2 separate regions of the Pan troglodytes genome follow, and region 2 is linked to region 1. A link is a contact called in public Hi-C data. All regions are on one chromosome and are shown on one strand. Each heading gives the region's core, a stretch centred on a gene start, on an enhancer-like site or on the middle of the called end of the contact. The rest is flanking DNA. Distances are from core to core; before and after follow the strand shown.

Region 1 (7,681 bases), core at 1,443-3,942:
ACTGCACCTAGGCTCTTGGGTTTGTCCTCTCATATGTCCTTCTGAAACTTGTCTGGCAGAGCATGGAATCTGATAGGCAGCTCCATGATGCTGGGTGATTGGCAGGTAGATCCTCGTGGGGTAGAAGCCATGTGTTCCCCCACTTCCCCAGTCTTCTGAGGGGGTCTCTCCTGCTCCTTTAGGCAGGATGGGGCATTCTTGGCCCACTGCTGCCCCCTTGCGGTCTCATACCTTGTATCCTGATGGCTGCAAACGTTTCAACTGCAAGCTTAAAAATGTAGAGTGGGCTGAGTCCTCAAAGTGCCCGGGGAGAGCACAGAGGCAGTAGAGGGTTCAATGATTTGTTCAAGGTCCCAGCCGAGACACTGGGGAGCACCCTGCTTCACAGCTGAGACTCAAGGACTGGGGGGCCTCAGGCCTCCTGCCAAGAAAGGCAGTACAGCCTCAAAGTACCCCTTTCTGGAAGAGAGAGAAGTACATTTACTGAGCCCTGCTGTACCATGACAGCTAAACTAACCACAAGGATAACGATCCCTTTTTATAGATGAATGTGAAGGGGACTTACCAGGTCTCTTTCCTCCTGGTCCCTAGGAGACCACTAGGAATACATGGGATGCTTCTGGTTAGCACAATGATTGCAGGACACCTGGGCATTTAGGGGGCAGGGCCAGGGATAGCAAACACCTAAAATGCATAGGACAATCCTACCCAGTGACAAATCATCTCAACAAGAATCCCAGTGCCAACCCTGTTGAGAAACACCATGCCCTGGGTTCAAATCCTGACTCAGCCACTTCCATCCCCTACCCTCTTGGACTCCAACATTGCCTAGAGGGCCAGGCATGAAATAAAGGACAGATGAGTGCCTGGCACAGGGCCAGAGACAAGGAGTGGGCTTTTCTGAGCAGGAAGAAGGTGAGGCCTCCTGGTGTTCTGTGCCATGCTAGAAGATACTCCTGGCCCAGGAAATGGCTCAACCTGGTCTGACCTCCAACTATATCACCTCTTGACCCAGGAGCAGGTGAGATGTTAGCTGGGCCCAGCTACAGCCTTCTCACCCTCTGCCTTAAAGCAGGAAAAGCCCCTGAGCCAACCCGATTCCTCTGAGCTGCACGGGGCCACAGCTGTGGCTGGAGTTTGGGCTGCAAGACAGGGCTGAAAGGCGGGCCCCAAATAGGACTCACACACACACAAATACACAAACACACACACGGTCTGTGAGGTCTTGATCCTCAGAAACGAAGTACAGGCTGGGTATGGTGGCGTGCACCTGTAGTAGCAGGTACTTGGGAGGCTGAGATGGGAGGATCACATGATCCCAGGGAGGTAGAGACTGCAATGCTGCACTCCAGCCTGAACAACAGAATAAGACCCTTTCTTTAAAAAAAAAAAATACAGGCCACAAGCAGTTAACCTCGCAGTTAATTTGGGAAGAATTTTTTCCAAAAATCATGTAAAATATTCAATTCAGCTTTACAGTTAAAAATAAGAAATTCCATTCTTTTAGGGAAGATGAAAAAGTCCTGTTGCGTGGATGGTGGTGATGGTTGCACGACGATGTGAATGTACTTTTGCCACTGAATTGTATCCTTAAAAATGGTTAAAATGGTAAAATTTTGTTATGTATATTTTACACAATAAAGAAAAAAGAAACTCCAAATGTTCTTTAATAAATGCCTTAATTGGCCGGGTGCGGTGGCTCACCCGGCCTGTAATCCCAGCAGTCTGGGAGGCCGAGGCAGGCAGATCATCTGAGGTCAAGAGTTCAATAAATGCCTTATGCATCTTACAACTGTATTGGGAAGAGAAGAAATCAGCAATGAGGGAGTGAAGCAGAGGCCTGGGAATCATGATGTGGACAGAAAGAAGGGACAATCAGGAGCCTCCCCTGCACCTGCTGCAGTCCCAGGCCCGTGTTCCAGGGTTCTTCAAGGCAGAAAGCCCCAGTGCCTCACCCCAAGAGGGGGCTTTTCTCTCATATCCCAGCCCCTTGGGAGGCCTTTTCTTCTCACTCCCTGGGCTGGGAGTCAAGAAGACCTCAGTAGGAGTCCAGCCTCTGCAGCCTTGCTGCGTGTCTGACAACAAAACCCTTTCCCTTTCTGGGCTTCAGGGTCACCGACATGTACCACAAGGAGGATTCCCAACCTCTCTTCTTGCCCAAACACTGCATGATTCTCTCAGCGTTGATATAGCTCGTCCGGTTCACCCTGCCTAGATTCTAGCAGGAACTATGGTGCCCTGAAGGTCAAGCCCATGGTGATCTCCTTGGTCAGCCCCAGAAGGGACCCTGGGCTCTCCTTCTGCTCTTCCTGCTGCCCCTTCATGGGGCTGGGAAAACCTAGGACCTGCTTCTCCCACCCTGAGGCCCCTACTGTGTACCAGGCCCGGGTAAGGTACCAGTCACATACTCGCACTTAGGCCTCACAGTTCATCCCATTTTATGCACAAGGCGACTCAAAGACTGAGTCTGGCCCAGGGAAGGCCTGCAGGAGCTCCGAGCCCCGCCTGGGCGCCAGGAGCAGGGGCGGGGTCGTCCGGGACCCTTTCCCGGAAGGGAGGCCGCAGGGGCCGGCGGGGCGGGGCCGGCGGGGCGGGGCCGGCGGGGCGGGGCCGGCGGGGCGGGGCCGGCGGGGCGGGGCCGGCGGGGCGGGGCCGGCGGGGCGGGGCCGGCGGGGCGGGGCCGGCGGGGCGGGGCCGGCGGGGCGGGGCCGGCGGGGCGCGTCCCGGAACCAGAGACGGGGTAGCGCTCGAGTTCCTGCGCGGGACTGCCAAGACACGACCACGGGCTGGAAGGCTGCCAGGCCCAGCGGGCAAGCGAAGAAATGAACCACCGCAACGCGGGCGCTTGGGGGCGGGGCCGAGTGCGAACCTGAGCCCCAAATCCCGACCCAGGCAGGGGCGGGGCCCGGAGCGGGGCCTTGGAGGCCCAGCCCGCGCGGCGACGTCTCCGCGTGGCGTCACGGCACCGACTGACGGCCACCCACCATGGCCGCAGACCAGCGCCCGAAGGCCGACACCCTGGCCCTGAGGCAACGGCTCATCAGGTACCCGGGCGGGGGGCGGGCGGCGGGGGGCGCGGGGCTGCGCGGAGAGGCACGCGCACGCACGACGCACGCACGCGCCACGCACGCGCCTCCCGCTAGGAAGCCGCTGCTACCCATCCCGTCCGGCCACTGCCCCGGCCCCGCTGCAGCTTGTAGGGCCCGAAGCGGGCGGCGCCGTTGGGCGGTCCCGGCGGGTGGTCTCCGGGGCCGCCTCCCCGACAGCGCCGTCTCCAGGCCGCCCAGTTCAGGAGACGGCCCCGCCCTCACCGCTGTTCGGCTGTGTCAGCCTCGCTTGGCAGCCTTTACTCCGGAGAAGACCTTCACCCTGGCGCCTGAGAGGACCTCACCCAGGGTGGCCCGTCAGCAGCACCTGGGCCTGGCTCGAGAGTGACCTGGGAGGGGGCTGAAAGGGCAGACAAGGGACAGTCGGGGGAGTCGGTTCACAGGCAGCACACTTGACCTGTGAGGGGGCCCTCGGTGGGACGGTGGGTGAGGTAGCCTCCCACTGGAGCTTAGGGCTGGCACCCAGCGAGGGGCAGCAGGACCACGTGGCTGGCAAGGAGCTGTTTAGGGCTGAGAGCCAGGCACCTAATGTTGGTGCCCTGTCCCATCCCATCGAGGACACGCGGCCTTATGGAGTCCCCGTGGGACGGGGCAGCCACCTTTTCTCAGGATCCAGGAGACTGACGTGGCCACATGCAGAAATGAGCAAGGAGGCCACAGAGGCTTAAAATGCTTTAAGAAACAATTCTAAGTTTCAGCAACTTGTTACCCCATCTGCTTCCTCCTTTGCAACCACCTGTGGAGTGGAGAGACAAGGCAGGGAAGCAGCACCTTGCCCTTCAAGCTTTCATTTCCTCCCCACCAGAAACTGGGAAGGGGTGGGCGGGGGTCTGTGATGAGTAGACTTCACCCTTTCGGTCTGACATGGCTGTCCACTCCTTGCCTGTCCCCACAGCTCTTCCTGCAGACTCTTTTTTCCCGAGGATCCTGTTAAGATTGTCCGGGCCCAAGGGCAGTACATGTACGATGAACAGGGGGCAGAATACATCGATTGCATCAGCAATGTGGCGCACGGTCAGTATCACACCTCAAGCTGGCAGGGCAGGAGAGGAAGGCAGTGCTGTGAACCTGGTCCCAAGGTGACCTGAGATTGCCGAGAGGTGTGGAGAACCTGGGTGGAGTTGAGGCACTGTCAATATGCAGAGGAGGCTCAGCCTTTGCAATATAGCTGTGGAATTCTGCAATCTGGAGCTGTGCTAAACCAGGCAGGGGTCAGCAATCTAGGTCTGTGAGTCTAGTTCCACTTGGGACTGATGATGAGCTCACAAAGTGGCAGATGGCCCGGCTGTGACCAGCAACGTAGCACAGTGCTGGCCAAGTGCTGGGGTCATGGCAGTGCTTCAGCCCCATTGGCCATCTCAGGTGCTAGGCAAGGGAGCTGAAGTAGGAATTCAGTCATCTTGATGAGGCTGCCAGAGCTGATGGAAAGAAAGGGAGTCTGAGACTCAGCAGGCACATGGAAGATGAATAAAGTTGAGGTTAAAAAAAAAAAAAAAGCAGAGACTCTAGTCTTAGACCGCTTGGGCTCAAATCCCTGTCCCCTACTTACTAACTTGTGATCTCGGGCAAGTTACTTAATTCTCAGTGCCTCAGTTTGCTTATCTGTGAAAGACATAATGATACTAGGTACCCACTTTAAGGTGTTTGGAGAATTAAGTGTGTTAATTTATGTAGCTTGCTCTGAATGTGCCTGGCACATGGTGAGCTCTCAGTACATATTCACTGTTATTATCCTTGGCCTTTGACAATCAAGATTACCACCAGCCCCCTTGGCTGGTGAAGTGAAACCAGTTGACAGTCACCCCCCACCCCACTTTTGTCATACAAGCCTCAAAAGGCCTTCCAGCCTGGGCAACATAATGAGACCTTGTCTCTACCAAAAAAAACTTAAAAATTAGCCAGGCATGGTGACTGGTGTCTATAGCCCCACCTGCTCAGGAGGCTGAGGTGGGAGGACCACTTGAGCCCGGGAGTGTGAGGCTGCAGTGAATGCCATGATCACACCATACACTCCAGCCTGGGTGACAGAGTAAGGCCCTGTTAAAAAAAAAAAAAAAGTCCTCCTTAAAGACATGGGCTTTCTAGACAGGGTTCTTCTGCTGAAGCGGCTTTCCTTCTGCCAGAATCTCAGGAACTCCTGGATCTGCCTTTCCAGAACCAGCTTCTCTCTCCCTGCTCTGCCTTCAGACTGCCCTCTTTCTACCTCTCCCTCTAGAACTACATCTCTTCTGGCTGGGTTTATAGCTTGGGGCTGGGGGAGGCCCAGTGGGACTGGCTGAGTGGAGCCAGCCGTGTGACGGAGGCGGCCCTCTTCCAGTTGGGCACTGCCACCCTCTCGTGGTCCAAGCAGCACATGAGCAGAACCAGGTGCTCAACACCAACAGCCGGTACCTGCATGACAACATCGTGGACTATGCGCAGAGGCTGTCAGAGACCCTGCCGGAGCAGCTCTGTGTGTTCTATTTCCTGAATTCTGGGTAAGTGGACTGTGGCCAGCCCCCGGGAAGAGGGTGAGACGGTAACAAAGACAGTCACTCATATGGGCCTAGTGTAGTGTAGCTGACCGAGTGTGGACTCGGAGAGGCAGCCCTCACTGCACCAGGCTCCTGAGATTCCCGGCTGTAGGCCCTGATGCTTTCTCTGTTGGATCCAGTTTCCTTGTCTCTTATTGGAGGATGTTATTACCTCCTTTCTAGGATCATTGCTGGGGCTTAGTGAGGTAATATGTTCCTTTATTTCTGCCTTACGGATACAGCCAAAATCCCTGCCTGTGGGTTGCTCAGTAAGGAAGGAAAACATCAAGTGATTCTTCAAAGAAATACAGAATTGCAAGGAGGGCTCTGGAGGAAGTGTACAGGGTATCATGAGGCCTAGAAAAAGTGAGGGGACCTGACCTGGGGATTCAGGGAAACCTTCCCTGAGGAAGGGCTGTTAAGCCAAGAGCTGACTAGGAGATAACTAGAAGAGGAGGAAGGAAGGGTGCTGCCACTGCATCAGAAGTCTCATCAAGGCTGGGCACGATGGCTCATGCCTGTAATCCCAGCACTTCGGGAGATCGAGGTGGGCGGATCACTTGAGGTCAGGAGTTTGAGACCAGCCCGGCCAACAGGGCGAAACCCCGTCTCTACTAAAAATACACAAAATTTAGCTGGGCGTGGTGGTGGGTGCCTGTAATCCCAACTACTCAGGAGGCTGGGCAGGAGAATTGCTTGAACCGGGAGGTGGAGGTTGCAGTGAGCCAAAATTGCACCACTGCACTCCAGTCTGCAGGACAGAGAGAGGCTCTATCTCAAAAAAAAAAAAAAATAGTCTCATCAAAACTCTTGTCAAGGTTGGTCACCACACAGAACTGCCTGTGGAAAGGCCCTGCAGCAGGAAAGGATATGGTACCCAGCACACTTGAGGAACCGAAAGAAGTCCACGAAGGGAAAGCAGAGGCTGTGAGCTGTTGGGAGGCAAGCAGGGCGCATCACCTAGGGCCTTCTCCGCCAAGTGAGGAAGCTGTCTTTATCCTAAGAGCATTGGGAAACTATCGGAGGCTTTAATCAGGAAACGATGTCTTACAGGGAACGGAGCGCAAGAGTGGACACTGTTAGGTGCCAGTTCAGTGGCCAGGTGAAAGGTCATGGTAGCTCACACTAGGATCGGCAGTGGAGACAAACAGGCAGGCGATTACAGTGTATCTGGGAGAGAACATTCCAACAAATCATAGGTGGTGGCGTTGAATTATAGTGATGATTATTGTGGCCACTCACACAGTACAGACATCTGCCCCCCAGATAATTTTTAGGAAGTGGAATTCACCATCTTCATTTTACAGGTGGGGTAACAGCAGTTCAAAGAAAGGAACTTGAGCCCAGACATTTCCCATGTCAAGTGCTGGAGCCTCTGGAAAGAGCAGGGAGCTGGTGCTTCCTCAGTGGTGGTGGAGGAGGGGCATTCTTATGCCACCAGCTTTATTCTGTGGATTCCAGTGACTTCCATGTTGCCAGATCCAAAGCAATCTCTTTGCTGCATTGTCTTACTCTATCCCAGCAGTAATTGACAGTTACCACTCTCCAGAAGTGCTCTGTCCTCTTGCTTCCAGGGCGCTGTGCTCTCCTGTTTTCTACCAGCTTCTCTAGCCACTCCTTCCCTGTCTTCTTTGCTGATTCCTCCTCTGTTCCTTGGGGCTGATCCTGGGCCACTTTTCTCTCCGAGCCCTCTCCTCAGGTGATCTCTTCCATTCTCTTGGTATTACATAGCATCCATGTGTTGGTGACTCACAAATTTTTTTGAGCCCAGACATGTCCCATGTGTTCCAACTCGAGGTTCTGACTGCCCCTGTGACATCTGACAAACATCTCCAGCTTCATGTGTTCAAAAGGGCAAGGGTTGATTGGACCATGGTACTGTTCTCCCTCACCTGCCCAAGAAGGCTATCCCCACTCACCCCCGCTCATCTTGCCTTGTAAAGGGCATCACCACCTATATCTGCTCCAGGCAGAAACCACACGCTCCCCAGTCCTGCATCAATCCTGCCTCCTCCATCTCCATGATGCCTGTTAACTCCCTCCACCTCTCCATCTCCATGG
Region 2 (6,610 bases), core at 581-3,080, 360 kb before region 1:
TGTGAATTGGCTCTACATTCAGGCTGTCTTGAGTCACCCTCTCTGAGGATGCCATCTATTCTTCCAGGACCCTAATGGACACAAGTAAGTCATTTTCTTTTTTGCCTTTTAGAATGAGTTGTAGACAGTATTTCCATCTTAATTCAGCCACCCCAATTCCCTGATGAATCTTGTGGGCCACCTTAAATGGGGCAGTCTGGGAAGGTCTTTTAGAAGCAGTGAGGTTGAGAACCTTGACCTGGAGGATGAGGAGGGGCTTGCCGTTTAACGATCTGAGAGCAGGAATGCAGGTAGTGAGGTGGTAGGCAAGGGCAGAGGCCCAGGGGCCAGTGAGCTTGGCTTTTTCAATACACAGAAGCTTCAGGAACATGGCAAACAATACATGCAGTAACATTAACATAGGTAGGTGGTGTGCAGTTTATGTGCCTGTAAGAAATGTAGTGCTGACTTGTAAGAGGGTGTTGGCCTCTTTTCAGAATGAGGCCAACTTTTCATTCTATTGGGCATACACCAGACCTTAGCACAGAGCCAAGTCTATCAACCATAACCCCCGGCCATCTCAGGGGTTCCCCTCTGAATTAAGGGAAGGAGACGGAACATGTTAGCCAGAGGCGCTCAACAGTTCTAAAAGGTGAGTATCCACAGAAATGAGATAACCAGAAGATATCCAGATAGTGAGAGGGAAGATGGATATAACGTTATTTTTCTTAAAAAGAAAATGGTTGGGGGGTTACTCAAATCACAAAGATCTGAACGGCTGGTTTGTTGTTTCATTTAGGTATTACAGGAGTTAGCGAAAGAGTTACCTGGGACCCATTTAGGACATGAATATGCCTGGTAGGAATCTGAACCCAGCCTGACTTCCAGCAGTTCTTCCCTTTCCTGCCAAGACTCGTTAGTGCCACTCATTCTGTTCTCTGGACCCAGGCTGTACGCCACAGCCTTCTTGCCTCAGCCCTGTGATTTAAATTTGCAGCAGAATCGCAGTACAGGTTAAGTGTGGTGCATACTAGATCATAATTTTTGGCCAAGTTGGGCGTCTGATACAGAATTAAGTCATCAGTTGAACAAGACTTGAAGTTCATTTTCTGAATCTTTCCCATTCGTTATAGTCTCAGTTTTCTCAAAAGCCCTCTCCAGGCCAGAAACAGTCTTACCATTTTTGTTTCCCGCACCGAAGTCCGGCAGCTAAGAACTCGTGAGAAGATTCTAAGAGGCGTATTTCCGTTTGGCGCAATCTCGACCCTGCCTCTCTCAATGTGAGTGCGCAGAGGTCGCTTTCCGCCACGAAGCGGCGCTAATCCACCACCTAGGACAGACCCACTAAGTTTTTTGCAGGATTTGAAGTTTTGAACTTTTACAAGTGTCAGAAAGGTAATTCACAAGTTTAGAGGAATGTGCTAAGGCACGAGTGGTGGGTGCTCCAGCCAGGGGTGGGCTGCAGAAGGGGCGCGGTGTCGCTGGGCTCCCCTCCGACCTCTGGGGTCCACAGTGCGGACTTGGGCTGGGGAAGCCTCAGAGGTGCGTGCGGGGGCGGGTGCCGGCGCCCGGGACAGGTGAGGGCAGAGGTGCGCGCTGCGCGTGGGATCAGCCTGGCGCCGACGGGTGGCTCCGAGGAGCTAGCTCCTTCCTCGCCCCCGCCCCCTCGCCGCGCGGGGCCAGCCCGGCCGCTCCTCCCCTGGGTGGGTCCCTGCTCCTTTTCTGGCAGGGTCTATTTGCATAGAGGAAACTGCCCAAAGTGGCCGCTGTGGAGGAGCTGGCTGCGGCGAAAGGGGCGTGCGCGGCGATCCGCTGCTACCCGGAGGCTAACCCCCGCGCCCGGCGGACCTCGTGCCTCGGGCTGTCCCGCCTGCTCCTCTCGCACTCAGCCTCTGCCCCAGCAGCACCGCCCCCTCGGAGAGTCCACGCGCGACGAACGCGCCATGGGCCCAGGCGAGCGCGCCGGTGGCGGCGGCGACGCGGGGAAGGGCAATGCGGCGGGCGGCGGCGGCGGAGGGCGCTCGGCGACGACGGCCGGGTCCCGGGCGGTGAGCGCGCTGTGCCTGCTGCTCTCCGTGGGCTCGGCGGCTGCCTGCCTGCTGCTGGGTGTCCAGGCGGCCGCGCTGCAGGGCCGGGTGGCGGCGCTCGAGGAGGAGCGGGAGCTGCTGCGGCGCGCGGGGCCGCCAGGCGCCCTGGACGCCTGGGCCGAGCCGCACCTGGAGCGCCTGCTGCGGGAGGTGAGCGTCTTGGCGCGTGGCTGGGGCGGACTTGGGTGTGTCGGGTTGAGGGTGGCGGTACGCTGGGAGCCGGGGGCAGCCTGCAGGTCTCTGGGAGGAGGGTCGCCCGCGGGCTGCGTGCGCTCGGGGCCGTCCCAGAGATGGGCGCGTCTGCGCCAAGGCGGAGGCTGGGGGTGCCGGCCCCAAGGGGTTTTGCGGTCTCCGCTCCGGCCTCAGGGTCCCGTGCCAGGCAGGCGGCCGCGAGAAAGGGGAAGGAGAGACCAGGGACTTTGGAGTAACAGACCTAGGGTCAGTCTCCACGGGGTGTGCGCTCGGACACGCCGCTTCCCGCCGGCGGCCAGAGTCGGGGATAAAGATGAGGCTCGTGGGAAGTATCTGGTGACTGTGACCAGTAGCACCTACTGTTCCTAACCAACGCTGGTACACCTGGAGAGGCGGTGGTCACGGCGGAGGAAAGCCTCAGACAGGCCCGAGGGCTGGGCCCCGCTGTGCTCCAGTGTGTCTCCAGCAGCTCAGGCCCCAAGACTGAGCCGTCACCGTCGCACTGAGGCCTCGGGGATGGGGGTGGGGGCGCCCACATGACTTGGTAAGATGAGGGGAAGGAGAAACAATCGGGGGTGGAGGACCTGGACTCTGGTTTCAGGCGGTGCCATCTGGGGTGTGGGCTCGCAGGACATCCGGAGTTTCCCGTCCCTTACCTGGGAATCGCGACTTCCACAGCTTACTTGAAAGCTCATATGAGGCTCTGTGACACTTCTAAGGGTTAAGATTGCTGCTGTGTGTCTTCAAAGAAAGAGCCACCTTTGGGTCCTCAAAGCCCTCACCCAGCATGTTGGTCAAAGCCTCCACCTTTTGTACGGCATGTGCGGCAGTTCCCCTCCCCACAAAACTGGACAGGCCCTGGTGGGCTGGCCAGAGCCTCCCCTGCCGAGCCTTCCTCCTCCTCCTGGGATAGATGGCTGCCCCAGACCCCAAGGTCACTGTCCAAGGGGGCATCCTCAATTGCTGTGTGAAAACAGGCAGGGTTTCAAGGTGGAGGAGAGGGAGGACTGGCCTGTACACCCCCAATTCCCTAGACTGCCCAGCTGGGATCTTTATTAACGTGTCCAGCTGTGTTTCCAATGTTGAGTTCCTTTGGACTCCAAAGGAAAGTGGGAGAAGATGACTGCGTACCACACCTCCTTGTTCACCCCACCTGTTTCTTAGTCACTTTAATTTAAGCTAGGATCACATCTCTTCTAGCTGGGTTCTGGGTAAAATTGCTGCTTCATGAAATGATTTCCTATTTTACCCTTGAAAGGGCCTGCAGACTTAAAACTCTCTCAGCCCTGCTGGAAACTCCTGGCGATGGTTTCATAATTGCCGCCCATTAGCTTTTGGCAAATCCCTGGAGACCAGGGTGTTGAATTGATTTATGGAGGGCCAGTAAAGTTTCTACCTGTTAGTGCTATAAGTGTGGCTGCTCTTTCTCATAGGAGGCCTCTCTTATTTGCTAAAAATAAACCGCAAGCCCTGATTGAGTAAATCAGAAGTCCTGATACAACCATTTTACAAGGAACTACAAATTGTGTCTATTTTAGGAGGGAGGGGCATCCTGGGCAGGCAGCCACTGCTGGGAAGTGTTGATTTTTGAGTCCTGAACTTCAGCGGGAGAGACTGTGCAGTTGCTCTCCCAGGCTTCCCCCCTCCCGGCTGCACTGGATTTTACCTGGGTGAACTATAGTGCTTGAACAATGAGTTATTGGACAGGGTGTGTGTTCTCTCTCTCTCTCTCTGTTCTTGATTAGAAAGGCAAGAGAAAAACTTAGAATCCAGGGAACCCTGTATTCTGGAGAATTTGCTGTGCCATTCACACGTGGTCCTGCTCGCTAATCCCAGCTGGGTATCTGAGGCGCATGCTGTGCGTGGAGTGTAAGCTGGCTGGGTTTTCCCGCCAGTGGAGAGTCAGAGATGGTGCAGTATGAGTGCAGTTGGGGCTGAACTTCTGGTTGTTTGGGTGGCCCCTGTGAGACAGCTTCTCTCTCTTAGGGTACCAGCCTGTTTCTGCTAGAAGCTATTCTTCTTGTAAATGTCACTGGATGGGAAATGTACACAGCCTGGCTGGTAACAATGAGTTCCTTGGCTGGGAGGAGAGCACGGTGGGAGGCACATACAGGGAGTGAGTAATTAACTCTAATTAGATGTATAGATACTTTTTCAAGCCATTAGATATGAAAGCCAAATAAATATTGAACTGAAAATCTCGGAAGAAAAGAACATTTGTACTTGAAGCTGTTTTTCAGTTCTGATTTGTTCTCAGTGAAGCCTCTTTTAAGCCAGCGCTGAAGTAGTTGTGTATGTAAGTGTGCGGGCAGCTTGTCCTACAGCAAACTCGTTTCCAGAGAACCAGAGGCAGAAACCATGTCCACATTAAAGAAAAGACATCCTTGCCAACCATACATGGCTTTAATGTCAGGGGAAAAAAAGCCAACAAAAGCCACTGTTAATATGGGACCCACTCTCTTTGTTCCCTTGGGAACAGAACTGTGAAATAACTTTTTCTGGGACTGGCTGATGTGCCCGATAATGAAGATACAGAAGCTACAAGAAAGGAATATTCATGTCAACTCATGATCATTAAAGACCCTTCCCATGGCACACAAAGGAAGAGATAAACAAGATTTCTGAGTAAGAGCCATGAACGATCGTATCTTCTTCACTATGATGTGAAAATATTCATGCAAAAAAATCTAATATTTTCCTCTTAAAGTGCTTTAAATAGGTTGCCTAAGTAATCAATCCCCCCATCTTATACCTATAGTTACAATGTTATAAAAGCTTAAAACTTTAGAATACATGGCTTTCATAATACAGTAAAAAATGTAATGCAAGGATTAAAGAAATATTTAGTTGTATTCAGAGGAGACCATGCCAGCTTACAATGGATTTATTGTTGGCTGTTGGCCTTCCATTGTCCAGACCAATCAGTTTGAAAACAAGAAAAGCCCAGAGACTCGAGTAAAGTTTATGCATTTTCCTTCTCTCTTATCAACTCTGTATATTGGTTAAATACTGTCAACCCAGAGTCAAATGGAGATTTTTCAGCCTCTTTGGTGGTTTGTCTACTTGTCAGGGCTGCTCTCTGCTGTCAGTTTTAATTAAGATGCCTATTTTTGAATTCCATGGCACAACTGGAGATGCAGTGTAAATCATAGCTACATTTGTTTCCTTGACATTTCCTGGCTCCCAAAACAACAAAAAAAAGTTTCCTTTCAATGACTTCCTGGCATGTTCACTTTCTCTCTCCACTCTTTTCTTGTCTTTTTTTTTTTCCCCCTTGCAACAGTTTGGGAGAACTTTATAATAATAGTAGCATGTTTAGAATGAGCCAAGGATTGGGGCGTTACTTTCACAGACATATTTTGTCATTTTGGATTGGACTTTTCCACATTGGCTTTGAAGGTTTGAGGCATGGCCCCTGAGGTTGGGGAATCTGTAAGCTGAATGAATTTATACCAGAGGCAGAGCAGAGCAGACCATGCCTGAGGTTTCCTATCAGCAGAAGAGAGTTTGAGGCCTGGTCCCACCGTTTACCAGCTCTGTCATCCAACCTCTTCCACTGCCTCTCTCTGATAGTGTGGTCACAGCTCCTATGTATGCAAATATGATAACAGACAGGAAAAGTACAGGATGGTAAATATGCTTTTGATGGCAAGTAACAGAATATCCGAGTGTCCTTACTTACCACACACTACAGGAGAAGCTTGGAAGACGGTCAACGCATCCTGGGTCTGTCAGCGACTTGGCCACACCTGCGTAACCACTCAGTGTCTGCCATTCTCTTTTGCTTTCCTCATGGTCACAAGGTGGCTGCTGCAGCTGTGAACCTATGTCTTCACCCAAGAGTAGCCTGGGTAGAAGGGAAGGGGGCAGGGAAGAGAGCGGTCTTCTTGAGAGATTGTCTCTTTAATTTCAATTCAGGGGAAAACTTTCCCACCTTTCAGACTTACAGCCACTAGCCAGAGCTAGGTCACAGGGTCACCATCTCCCTGTCACTGGCAAGGGTAATGCCATCGCCATAGGAGGCTTTGGCCAATCTTGACTCATCCCCTGAGGCTGGGCGTGTTGCCGCTGGAACAGAATCGAGGCTTTGGTAGGAAGGAAGACTGGGCATGGCTACTGGGGAGCAACCAACAGAGTCAGCCAGTGCTGTAGGGCATTACCCCAGCGTCAACCAGGGCTGTGGAGTGTTACTCCAGCGTCAACCAGGGACGTGGAATGTTACTCCAGCGTCATCCAGGGCTGTGGAGTGTTACCCCCAGCATCAACCAGGGATGTGGAGTGTTACCCCAGTGTCAACCAGGGCTGTGGAGTGTTACCCCCACATCAGTCAGGGCCACGGAGTGTTACCCTAG

The links. Hi-C and Micro-C count contacts between places; a contact is called where the count stands out from the background.
Region 2: a contact with region 1 is called in a Hi-C map of induced pluripotent stem cells, with 3 times the contacts expected there. The contact joins the promoter of COL23A1 here to the promoter of PHYKPL in region 1. A contact is called at or near these places in 2 of 7 Hi-C or Micro-C datasets (induced pluripotent stem cells and stem cell-derived neural progenitor cells) and 1 of 1 datasets of contacts at active chromatin or transcription factors (stem cell-derived excitatory neurons).

What each region holds. Positions count from the first base shown.
Region 1 is chr4:175,699,632-175,707,312 of NHGRI_mPanTro3-v2.0_pri, reverse strand. It overlaps PHYKPL (5-phosphohydroxy-L-lysine phospho-lyase), which reads left to right and starts at 2,692. Exons shown (of 12, transcript XR_008548306.2): 1 at 2,692-3,044; 2 at 4,003-4,121; 3 at 5,425-5,584.
Region 2 is chr4:176,057,832-176,064,441 of NHGRI_mPanTro3-v2.0_pri, reverse strand. COL23A1 (collagen type XXIII alpha 1 chain) reads left to right here and starts at 1,830. Exons shown (of 29, transcript XM_024356856.3): 1 at 1,830-2,216. The coding sequence starts at 1,923.